Linked DNA regions of Zea mays: all the other regions are linked to region 2. Evidence: chromatin contacts called from public Hi-C data. All regions are on one chromosome and are shown on one strand. The core of a region is the stretch at or near the end of the contact, and the rest is flanking DNA. Distances in the headings are between cores, read along the strand shown.

What was found. A called contact is a pair of places that touch in the nucleus more often than the background predicts.
Region 1: a contact with region 2 is called in a Hi-C map of leaf, with 8 times the contacts expected there. The contact joins the promoter of LOC541705 here to the promoter of LOC100281072 in region 2. A contact is called at or near these places in 4 of 25 Hi-C or Micro-C datasets (bundle sheath, ear, leaf and 1 more).
Region 3: a Hi-C map of ear shows a contact between it and region 2, with 1.9 times the contacts expected there. The contact joins the promoter of LOC100191759 here to the promoter of LOC100281072 in region 2. A contact is called at or near these places in 2 of 25 Hi-C or Micro-C datasets (ear and leaf).

Annotation. Positions count from the first base shown.
Region 1 is chr1:199,725,253-199,729,248 of Zm-B73-REFERENCE-NAM-5.0, forward strand. It overlaps LOC541705 (pyruvate dehydrogenase 2), which reads left to right and starts at 1,600. Exons shown (of 14, transcript NM_001111444.2): 1 at 1,600-1,939; 2 at 2,012-2,086; 3 at 3,193-3,273; 4 at 3,358-3,384; 5 at 3,491-3,553; 6 at 3,647-3,733. The coding sequence starts at 1,901.
Region 2 is chr1:199,511,363-199,515,349 of Zm-B73-REFERENCE-NAM-5.0, forward strand. LOC100281072 reads left to right here and starts at 1,353. Exons shown (of 3, transcript NM_001371973.1): 1 at 1,353-1,947; 2 at 2,093-2,394; 3 at 3,983-3,987. The coding sequence starts at 1,722.
Region 3 is chr1:199,665,585-199,669,575 of Zm-B73-REFERENCE-NAM-5.0, forward strand. LOC100191759 reads right to left here and starts at 1,260. Exons shown (of 5, transcript NM_001137185.1): 1 at 1,019-1,260. The coding sequence starts at 1,222.

The DNA.
Region 1 (3,996 bases), core at 350-2,849, 210 kb after region 2:
ATGTTGTTTTGTTGTATTTTTGATTTTTTCGATCTTGCTTGGCCTTAATGCATATCCGTTCTAATTTTTCTGGGAACCGAATTTTCTAAAAAAAAAATAACTGGAGGCCTACTTCTACGGGCGTGGACGCGATAAAAGAAGGTCCGCTCCAAGTCCAACAGTGCCGGACCCGAAGGCCAGTTAATCTGGGCTCGTGCCCGGGCTTTACCCTAAGAGGCCTTGCACCGGCTGGCTGTAAGAGGGAGAGGAAAGGAGGCGCAAGTGGGCTGGTCTACGTGGGCTTAAAAGGCCGAGCGAGGAGGTTGGTGGGCTTCGTCAATTTTTGGTCCGAAAAAAAAAGAGGACTGGGCAAAAAAATGGAAGAGAAAGAAATAGAAGGATACGTGAATTTGGATTGAGCTTTCTGAGATATAGTTGTGCCCAACGACTGTTTTAGAATTCTCTAAATTTTATAAAGATAGTTTTCAAACCTGGTTTTCTGCCATTTTTGGATTATAGTTAGAAAGTACGTACACAATTTTTTGAATGTCAAAAGTATTCCTTTGAGAGACATTTTCGACACCAACTTTGTCGAAAAGCCAATTACTAGTAAAAAATAGTGTGCATCCATTTGATTGGATGAATAGAACAATCGGTCTGGCTCCGCCGCTGCGCTCCAATATTCAGCTCTTCTGCTCTTGACGTCTCTCAAGCAAATACACGGCCACTGCTTCTGCTGTAAACCAAGCAAATACACCTCTGAAAGTTGAAACCTATCTGGTCCCAATATTCGCTGACCGCAGCTGGTGCAGATAAGACATACAGTAAGTTAGTAACAGTGTTTCGTGAGAAACAGCCCGCGGCAGCGGCTGTAGAACAGTCTACCGAGCAGCAATGCAAAGCGCCGCCAGGTGCCGAACGGTTCGCCGACGTCGCAGTCCGAACGGTGAAGGATGGACGCGCGCACGCCAACGCTCCGTCGCTCCGGCGGCCCCTGCACGCCCCCAACGGACGGGGGGCAGCTGGCTTGGCTGGTGGCCTTCGGCCGCGGCGCTGGCCAGATGCCCGGTCCCCATCGACGTTCCTGTCCCTCCGATTTGTGCACCAGGGCCAGGAGACGTCATGTCATCTCAGCCAATGAGCCAAAATAAAGGATGACGGCAACCTGCAACTAGGTTTTCTGTCTCGTATTGACGATTACTACATTTTTTGTAAAAAATAAGTATGAATGTATTCGTCCCGCCACACACTTTATATTCCTGCGTAGGTAGTTTAGAAAAAAAGAGAGAGAGAATTCATATTTTCCCCATTTCTAAATTTTGTTTACGTTTTTTTTTCAACCGGTAGTTCATCAGGCCAGACCGACCAGCTGCGTGCGCATCCTGGCTCCCGGCTCCCGTGCGTGCCCAACCCCCATAAACTTGTTCGGTTTGAAGGGGTTTAAGACCTTGTTCGTTTGTACCGGATTGATGGGTCGGAACGGATCCTAACCGGATTGCTTTTCTAATTTATATAAACTTTGATTAGCTAGAACGATTCAGGTTGTTATCCGACGTAAACGAACAAGACCTAAATTTATATAGACACTAATCCCCCTCAATCCACTGCTAACCGAACAGGGCCTAACCATTCCCGGCTCCCGGCAGAGACGGCCGCTCGCCTCCAGAAGAGCAACCCAAGTCGCCGAGAGCGACTCCCACACGACCCACCTACCCCGCCGCCGCCGCCGCCGCATCCCCCTCGATCCCGTCTGGCGATCGGGGGCTCCCAGACACATCACAGATACACACCACGCTAAGCCAAATCGAGCAACGCCTATCATCATATTATAATTTCCCCTCATTCATCTCACAGTCCCAGGCCTCCCCTCCCTCCTCCCCGTCGCCAACCAACCTCCAACCCCCAGCCGATCGCGTCGGAGATGCTGGGCGTCGCGCGGAGGCGGCTCGGATCCGGATGCGTCAGTGCTCTCCCGCCACCGGGCTCCCCGCCCTCGCTTCGCTCTCACCGTGACCCGTTTCTCTCCCCGCAGGTGCTCGCCCAGCTGGCGCAGGCCCTCCGCCCCGCCGCCGCTCCCGCCAGGACCTACTCCGCCGCGGCCAAGGAGGTGAGCGCTACTCTCTCCTCGCGACTTCCGCGCGTCGCGTCGCGTCGCGTGTGCCGTGTCGCCGAATACGGGGACCGTTTCGTTGCCGGCTCCCGGCCTTTCCCGCCGCCGCCAATACGTTTGCCAGCGCTCCGGTAGATTGGCTCTTCGCTGCGACCCGTGTCGCGCCTCGCCGATTGTGCTGTTAGATGCTTTACTTTTCCTGCGACTGCGAAATTCTCTCCTCGCGACTAGATTTTCGAAACCTTTTTTTCTTTCCTTTTCTGAGATAGATTTAAATGGTGGTGGATACTGGTTGATGGTGACCGGTGCTCGTTGTCGACCTTGATCGGAAACAGATGGATGGCAGTAGCTGTACAGGGAAGCGGGTAGGTGAGGGGAATCTAAGTGGTTGGGTCGTAGGGCAGTTGTCTATCAGACTGATAGTAGATGATTAATTTGCTTGCGTTGGCAAACAAACTGCATTTGTGTACATTATGGGTTGTGCACTGGTGATACTGTTTACGTGTGTGAAGAGCACCTGACGTTAGACGGGGACTGTATGGTGCGGTACTCCGTACTCTACCTATGCTGGGGGAGTGAACAGTGTATGCTGGGTGAGCGAACAGTGTATGCTGACTAGATGCCAGGTACCAGGTGGTGGATGCTTCGTACCTGAAAAAAAGTTAACCAACTTTGAAATAACTGAACTGGCAGTAGTGTAATGAGTTGATTTTGGTGATTCAGTGGTTTATCCAGTGTGATCTCTGATTGTCTGGATTATAACTCGAGATCTCAGGGATAGTTGGTACAGTTATAGGGTGTTTGGTTTGAGAAATAAGCTAGTTCATCATTTTCTCACTTCACATTTTTTTGTTTGGTTTGTGGAATGGAATAAGTTGATCCATTACTACTTCATTCATCATAGTTAGCTAGCTAGTACTAACATGAGAAATAAGGTTATCCCACCAAATTTGAGGAATAGACTTGTCTTTGGATGTATTGATTTCTAAAATCAAACACCCCCTATTCGTTCTTCTAGGTGGCTTGGTTCTCTTCAGATATACTATGTCATGACCTTGACATTTGCCGGGAAGTTTTACACAGCCACTCTTTTGCTTATTTAGATAACTGTACGGGAAGCATTGAATACCGCATTAGATGAAGAAATGTCGGCAGACCCTTCTGTTTTCTTGATGGGAGAAGAGGTACCACCAGTACCACTACCTGCACTTGTTTATTTTTGTGTCCCTTTGCTTCTTGTGGTTTAATAATTGTTGTGTCTATGGTAGGTTGGCGAGTACCAAGGTGCATACAAGGTCAGTAATATTTCCAAAGATTTATGCTTCATTTTTTCCCTCCCCGTGGCAACTGAAAAGTAATATACAAATGTTGCCGGTATTAAGCTTCTCTTCATTGTTGCAGATATCCAAGGGTTTGCTTGACAAGTATGGCCCCGATAGGGTTCTCGATACTCCGATCACTGAGGTTATAAACCTGCAAATCACCATTGTCCATTCATAAGCTATCAGGTTGACCCGACCACATTCTCATTACTGATATCATTTTGTTTTGGTTCAGGCGGGCTTCACTGGCATTGGTGTTGGTGCCGCTTACCATGGTCTTCGACCTATTGTAGAGTTCATGACATTTAACTTTTCGATGCAGGTCAGATGTTTGATCAATTCTGCAAATCACCATACTAATTCAATTATTACAATATTTGCTTGCTTTGATTTGTTCTTTACTCATTGGCATATCTCTTGGTTTCTGTACTCATTTTCTCTACATGCTTTGCAGTCCCAGAAAAATCCTGTTTATTGCACTTGCAGCATCTTATTGCATGTTTCTTTTTGCTCTTTTCTGTTTCCTTTCTATTTCTTAGAAGCATTTGTTACATAAATTAGAATGGCTCCTAATGGTTGATGAAT
Region 2 (3,987 bases), core at 103-2,602:
GTATGCGCGAGGGTGAGGTCGACGGTTCGAACACTAACAACCGCGTAGCGCGCGAAAAATGCCGCGACTAATAAAATAATTTTTTTACTATTTTTAAAATATGTTTTCTGGAAACGATTTGCACTGGCGGTTTTATTACGTCGACCGCCAGTGAAAATCGATTTTCACTGGCGGTTTTATTATGCCGACCGCCAGTGAAAATCGATTTTCACTGGCGGTCCTCAGTTACCCGCCTGTAAAAATGATGATTTCTACTGGCCCCTAGCACTGGCGGTTACGAAAAACGCCACTATAAATAGGTTTACAACCGCCACTATAGAACTTCTCTGTACTAGTGATCTCTAACACACTTTAAGCTTTCACATTTATATTATGCAACCCTGGTTATGTGCTTTACCTTGCTAGCAAAGTTATAGACTATTGGGTTATGTAGTTTTAGCCGCTGGAAAACAAAGTATGTGTTTGGCATCCTAGATTTTCACTATATAACTTTTACTATCAGGAAAATGTTATAAACCCTACACATGATGTGCGATAGAATTTAGCAAAGGGAGAGATTGTCGTTTCATCTATCGTTGTGATGTCTCTTAGCATCCGCAATGCGAATCACCATGGAGTCCAAGGCCAGTAATTCCTTGCCTAAACCAGTGCCTAGCTCTACCTCTACTCAAGCTCAAGTACTAAGCCGCCATCCATCAACTCGCCTTATCTAGAGATCAAGGGTAGTTATAGAGCCTTAAGCCAATTTCGACATGCGTGACATGGAATTCAGGGGTTGACGTCAATTTAATTGAAGGAGCTAGAGGGGTGATGGAATGATTGGGAGGACGATAGTATGACGTTGAGCCAAGCAGTGCTAGATGCCAGGCGGTAGAGAAGAAAAGGGATGCAAACATGACCTTAGTCTATGAGCAACAGATCGTGTATATAACTGTACAAAATACTTTATTTTACTATAGATAATATTGTTTATAGAATAAAGTTTAAAATAAAAGATGTTGATGAGTAAGATGCAGTAGTTCACGGAACATTCAGAGCGCTCTACTGTTCAGTATCGGTGGATGAATTGTAATTTGTAACCCGCTGGCTACAGGTAAAATAAAAAAAAAGACATGGAGCAAGTAACAGTAGTTTGCAATTCACATCTAGCTTCGTGGGAGATTCTGGAAGGAGTTCACGAAACCGGCGCGCGAGCGACGGTGGACTTCGCCGGCCGGGCTGGATGCCTGATCGATGGCGTACAGACGTTCAGCTGCCTGCTGAGGAAGGGAGGAGGATAGATGGAGTAAGATCGACGCAACAGGGCACCCTATAAAGCCGCCCTTTTCCCCTCTCTCTTCTCCAGAGCCTCCCTCCTCACCCTGGAAAACACACGCACGCAGACCTCCCCCAACCGCTCTCAGTCTCTCCCTCCCTGTCTCTCTGTTCAATCTCTCGGCTCGCCATGGACGCTCCGAGCAACTGCACGCGTCCTGCGCGCGCCAAGTGACCGAACAAGCTCGAGCTCTGCTGCTACAGTTGCTTGCCCCTGTGCCAAACTGGCAGGAGGTAGGTAGCTTATAGCAGCTAGAGCTAAGCTGTGGTGCGTAGCGGCAGCTAGAGCTAGCTAGCAGTGCACGCGCAGGTGCGTGCTAGCTAGCTCGTTAGCTGTGTACTAGCTGTGTAGCAGCAGCAGCAGCACAGTAGCAGTAGTCGGTGATAAAAGGAATTTCTTTGGGGACATGTCGGCGGAGAGAGCCCCGGTGCTGGTGAGGCACGGCGGCGGCGGCGTGGAGGCGCTCCGGCAGCTCCCGCCGGGGTTCCGGTTCCGCCCCACGGACGAGGAGCTCGTGGTGCAGTACCTCCGGCGCAAGGCCATCGGCGTGCCGCTCCCCGCCGCCGTCATCCCCGTCTTCCGCGACCTCTACAGCCGCGACCCCTGGGACGTCGTCGCCGTCTCTGCCCCTGGTACTAGTACACGCCACCACGCGATGACGCCTCCAACGAACATCTATCGTTTGTGTCTGTCACTGCTATGCTGGGAAGGACTAGGAGAGAAAGAACTAAAGGTCCAATCTTTTTGTTCTTCTTCTTTTGCGCTGCCTGTCTCCAGCAGATACGAGGAGCGAGGGGGAGAAATACTTCTTCGCGGTGCGGCCGGCGAGCGGCGGCAAGAGCAGCGGCGCTGGTACTGGTAGCAGGGCGGCCGCGGGCGGGCGGTGGAAGCCGTCGGGGAAGGAGAAGCCGGTGGTGCTGCCCCGCCCGTGTGGCGGAGGGAGCCTCCTGGTGGGCGTGAAGAGGGCGATGACGTTCGTGCCCCGCCGCCGGAAGAAGACGGCGGCGTTGCCGTCGGCGGCCCTGAAGACCGGCTGGGTCATGCACGAGTACCGCCTCGCCGCGCCGCTGCACAAGAACGTGAGTGACTCTTCTCTTCTCCATATACGCCGCGTGCATGCTTCAACCTCTTTGCCTCTCTCTCTCTCTCTCTCTCTCTCCCTCCCTCCCTCCCCCTCAGAAGTCATACGTAACAAGTCATGCATGTAGATCTTTTGATGACTGATCTGGTTACAGTGGCAAAGTTCAGGGACTCAGTAATAGAGTATTATATATAGGGTATATTAAGCCCTCAAAGTTACGCTAATTAGGTCAGTAACTGCAAACATCTAGCTAGCTAGCTAGCTAGTGACATGATACCAGCAGTACCTGACTACCTGAGATCGATTGTGAGATTACGAGAAGGGATGATTTTTTTTGAGGGATACGAGAAGAGAGGGATCATATCACGAACATGTAGCTAGCTGCTAGCGCCTAGAGAGATGATGAGATGCATGTACAGCGAGGCCGGGATGAAGCAGCTAGCAGTAGCAGGTGAGTTTATTAGCGATGCTGGGGATAGAAATTGATAGAATAGCTCGGCCGGCCGGCCTGCGAGTAGATAGACGGTGGTTCATTCTGGCACACATCCATCTTGGCATCTTCCTACCTACTAATCGGACATGTCGTTCTGGCATGATCACGCTATGTATGGGCATCTCTCTCTCTCTCTCTCTCTCTCTCTCTCTCTCTCTCTCTCTCTCTCTCTCTCCATTATATTAATTTCAATTAGCCCTAATAAACTTGGTCCACTAATGAATGAGCAAACCTGCTGATGTTAATTAAGCTATGTATGTGCTCCTGTATGAGACTTTTATCTTGTTAAAGAAAAGAAGAAAAATCATGCTTGGTTAATGGGTTTATTTCAAGAACCCGAAAAAGAAAGCTCGTTGTCGGTGTCCAGGGAAAAAAAAAGATGAAGAAAACTGGTTTGGGTACGTACGGTGACGGATAATGAATCACATCGCACATATATATGCCCTGGTGGTTGCAAATTTATGCCGACACCGAGTGGTAGCTGTACTTAACCAGTAAGTACTGCTGCTTGCAGCTCAGATGGACCGGCCGCCCGGCCGGCCGGATTCCGCCGTGATCTCTCTCTGCTTGTCCCTCGCCCCACCACCACACCACACCGTAGAGGTAGGTCCATGGCCAACCAACAACCAATCAACCGAAGCAGCAGCGCCTGAACCGCTGGCACTTTAATTCTGACGACGACGACGACGACGCCTTGATTAGCCTGCAAATACTACTGCATGCATCTGCCGCATGCCGCCGCACAGTACCTGCGTGCACGAGCAGTACCCGCTGGTCATCGATCGGATGGAGTTGAAGTAAACACATCGACTATTGAATTGATCCGCACAGTACACATCGCTTTGCTTAATTCGTCACTCACTGTGGTAGTAGTAGCTGTAGCTGCTCTCTGATCGGCAGCGCCGGCCTCCTGCAGCTAGTAGACCGCTACACACCAGACTACAGAGTCTACAGTATAGTCTCTCCCTTCAGCTTCAGCTTGCACAATAGCAAGATGCTCCGATCCACTGACAGACCAACTGTGCCCCGCGCTTTTGTTTCGCTTGTCGTTGACGCTGGTCACTGGTCTTGGTCATCTTATATATCCACGCAGGGCTG
Region 3 (3,991 bases), core at 10-2,509, 150 kb after region 2:
TGTTTAATCTAAGTTATATAATCTAGTTTATTTAATCTCATATATAATCCAGATTATATAATCTATAATCTAAAACAAACAGATCTAAGTTATATAGGCCTTGTTTGGATTCACTTATTTTTAAGAACTTAGTTTGATGAGCTAGCTTTTATTTAGCTGCTGACGAAAGCCACTTATTGAAAAAGTTGGAGAAAAAGCCAAGGTAGCGTGTTTGGTACAACTTTCACCATCTCGTCCAATAGTTTGAGAGGCGCGTGCTGGGGCTGCAAATGTTTGGAGGGGGAACAAAAAACTGAAGTGGCACGTGGGGGCAAAAAAGCCGGAAAAGTCGGGCTTTTGTCTTATGGGTTTTGCTAGTTATTCTAAAAAACTGCTGCTGGAGAAGCTTATAAAAAGCTAGGTGTTTGAAACCACTTATGCTTATTTTTGATAAAAAAAAGCTCCCAAATAATTAGATCCAAACAAGATCATAGAGAGAGTCGTGTAGAGATGTCTTTTTTTATTTACTCTCTTAGAAATCTCATAAGAAACTCATATATGGAGAATCGTGTAATGACAAGTGTCTTTTGTTTTTTTATTTAACCTTCTAGATACTCTCAAGAGATGGGTATTAAATAGGGTTTACACACCCTTAATACTCCTAGCACATGTATAACATCATTTAATATGAGGTCTTTTAAAGTGTCTCTAGAGGCCTAACTGAAAAAAATACAAGAGACATACTATTTACATAGAATCCGTCTTTAGACGACTCTTCGTATAAATTGTCTCTTAACTGTATTAATAATTTAAAAGTAATGTATCATGCGATCTTTTAACTATCTCTTGTACTTGAAAAACCGGTTGTATATGCAGTGCCGCCTGCGCTATATCTAGTCATTAATGGGCTAATGGCAAACAGATCGAGCTGATGACTGAAAACGAACGAAAGAACAAAGAAACAGCTAGCTTAGTTGCTGTAGCTTATCGAGAGCGCGGCGCGGGCATGGTGTGTGCGTACGGGCACCGCGTATAGTACCTGCTCGCCGAGGAGCGACGGTGTCGCCCGCACGTACGCCGACGGCTGCATTTCGACGGTGGCCCTGTGGACGGCGATCTTGGACAGCGGCTGGATCCCCTCCGCCGGGGACGCGCTCGCGGTCCCCGCCAACATGAACATGGCCGCGGAAGCGACCAGCGCCGCCAGCAGCGCTACCGCCATCGCCGGCGCCTCTCTTCCCATAGCCGCTCGCTGCTCTGCCTTGCTGGGCTGGCGACTGCTGGCGGTCTGATGAAACGCAGTGCACCATGGCCTCATCTTTATACTCACAAGCTAATTAAGATCTATTGGCTCCTTGCAGCAAACTATCTAGCTAGCACGTGGTGCACGCGCCTGCATCCATTGTCTGATAGACCGTGACAGGATGCCGATTCGACGCTGACATTTTTGTACGCAGGCATGGCAGCACTTTCTTTCTTTTTCGTGTGTCACGATGATGTAGCTGTATGTACTAGCCGTGTCTGTCATTTGATGGCGTACGTGCGTAATTCTAGAGCACTATTTATAGGGCATGCATGCGACACGAAACAGGAGATTTTTTGGCTGGGGGCATCTATATATAAACACCAAAAACATCAGGGAACGTCTCGAAAACAAAATGAGAATAAATTGGAGCTCCGAAAATACATAAAACTGGCCGCGACTGCTTAGTAAATTCTAGCCATTGTTTACTATAGTAGCTATTACTTACATTAGAGACATGTTCCGTTCAAAATCGCTCTAACGAGACACATGATACACTAAAATATACTCTCTGTTCCAATTTATAATCAGTTTGACTTTCTTTTTACCTTGAATTTGACCGACTCATCGTTTTTACCGGCCTCTCTAATATGTGCTTTTCAGAAAGTGACTAGTTTGTATCTAATATGCTGACATATATCTATCTGTCGTTATCATGGAAATCTGCTACACATGACACTGTTAGAACATTTTTTTAATTAAATAACTTTTCAAAGTTAAACATTTTTATAGTTTTTTGCATATAAGTTAATAGAAACAAGTTTTATTCCCAAAACCGGTATAAACCCTTAAAAGTATTCACTAGTATTTTGTACACACTACTACAAAACCGACATTCACTACCCATATAATACTATCGACTGCTTTTAGTACTAACGGTGATATCCTTCGCTGCTAGTTCTTAACTTGAAAATATGAAGAAATTATTGGGATCTTTTAAAATCGAGAGTGATGGTCCATATCACTACCAACTCAAGCTACAAATCGACCGTGAAATAATACTGTTGGTTTAAACCATAGATCAATAATGATTTGAAGGCTATCACTGTCATATGATGGCTTGAGCTAACTGTTGGGAACTTGTTCTCAAATGCTATGAGTTAAGAATAAGGCAACACAAAAATCGTTAAACGTTAAAGTCTTTCGTCCTTCGAAGCATTATTTTCATTGGGATATAATGATTTTCGGACGAAGGTTATGAAGGACATACCTTCATCAGCACAACACATAATAATGAAGAAGGAATCATATAAAGTATAAGAGATAACATAAATAATTATATATTATTATCAACTCATTTCTATTTTATTATTATGGAAAAATAGAAATGATATTAAATTACAATGTACCTTCGGCTTGAGGGAAGATAAAAGTACAAGCGTGACGCAAAAGCAAATGTCAAGTCAGTGTGCCCAGTACGGGAGCACTGTTCATCTATTTATAGGCACGGGGCGCAGCCCATGTAAAATTACATCCATGCCCTTTACATTTGCTAATGACTCTATATTAAACCATCGAGGTCTGAATAATCTTTTCCCTTTTAAGTCGGTTTCCTTTTCTGCTATCGTGCCGAAGCTCTCCTGCACATAGCTTCGGCTCTGCGCCAACCTTCGTGTTCTTTGTGCTTCTTCATACTGTGGCTCTGATCCGAGTCCGAAGATACCTGTTCATGTACTTTACTCCAGAAACATTGTTAAATCATGTTTTTAGGAGCTTCGGAAGCCGAAGGCCCCCAACAGTAGCCCCGCGCAATATTAATTTGTTAGAATGATAAATTCAGATTGCGATATAGACGAAGGCCCTAAGCCGAAGGTCCGAAAAAATATCTTCCCTTTGCTAGAATAGCAACAGCCAATGACAAGCGGGGCCCTCCATCTTGCGACGCGCTAGGCGTATAAATAAGAGCACACCACGAGCTCATTTGGCATGCTTTTTGCCATCTGCTCTGCTTGCTCAATTTTTAGCTCCTGCCTACAAACGCTTGCTGGGCTTTTTAGATTTTCTAAGCTTCGGCGTTAGGAGCACATTTTCACCATTTCTGAAGAGATGTCTCAAGATAAGAAAGCTGTTGCTGAAACGAAACTGAGCGAGGAGGAGAAGCTCTCTGAGGAGAAGAATGCTGGCTTTATTGAATCAATAGCAAAAACAAATACAGAAAAGATTACTAGGGAGATTTTGGAAGGCTTATTTGAAGACACCGGCGACAGCGACAATTATGATGTGGAAAGTGGCGGCGAAGACTCCGAAGATCGACCCTGGCGACCAAGTCATGCAATTTTCGGGAAATCAACTATTAAACAGAGTCATCTCGATAATATAAGAGGAAGATATTTTCGAGATATGTCTATTGTGAGGACTGACAATGGAGACAAGACTGCTCCTACTCCCGAAGAGAATGAAGTCGTGATCTTCCGAAGCTTTTTCAAAGCTGGGCTTCGGCTCCCCTTAAGCAGATTTGTGGTTGAAGTCTTAAAGATATATCAGATTTTCCTTCACCAAATTACTCCCGAAGCCATCATAAGAATGGGAATCTTCGTCTGGGCCGTGAGGAGTCAGGGCTTGGAGCCAAGTGCAAAAAGTTTCTACAGCATGCACGAACTTTTATACGAGACGAAGCCTTGGGGTAAAGAACAGTATCATAACAATTTTGGTTGCTATAGCTTCGTCGCTCATTCAGGCTCAAGTTCCCAGTGCCAACCTTTCGAAAGA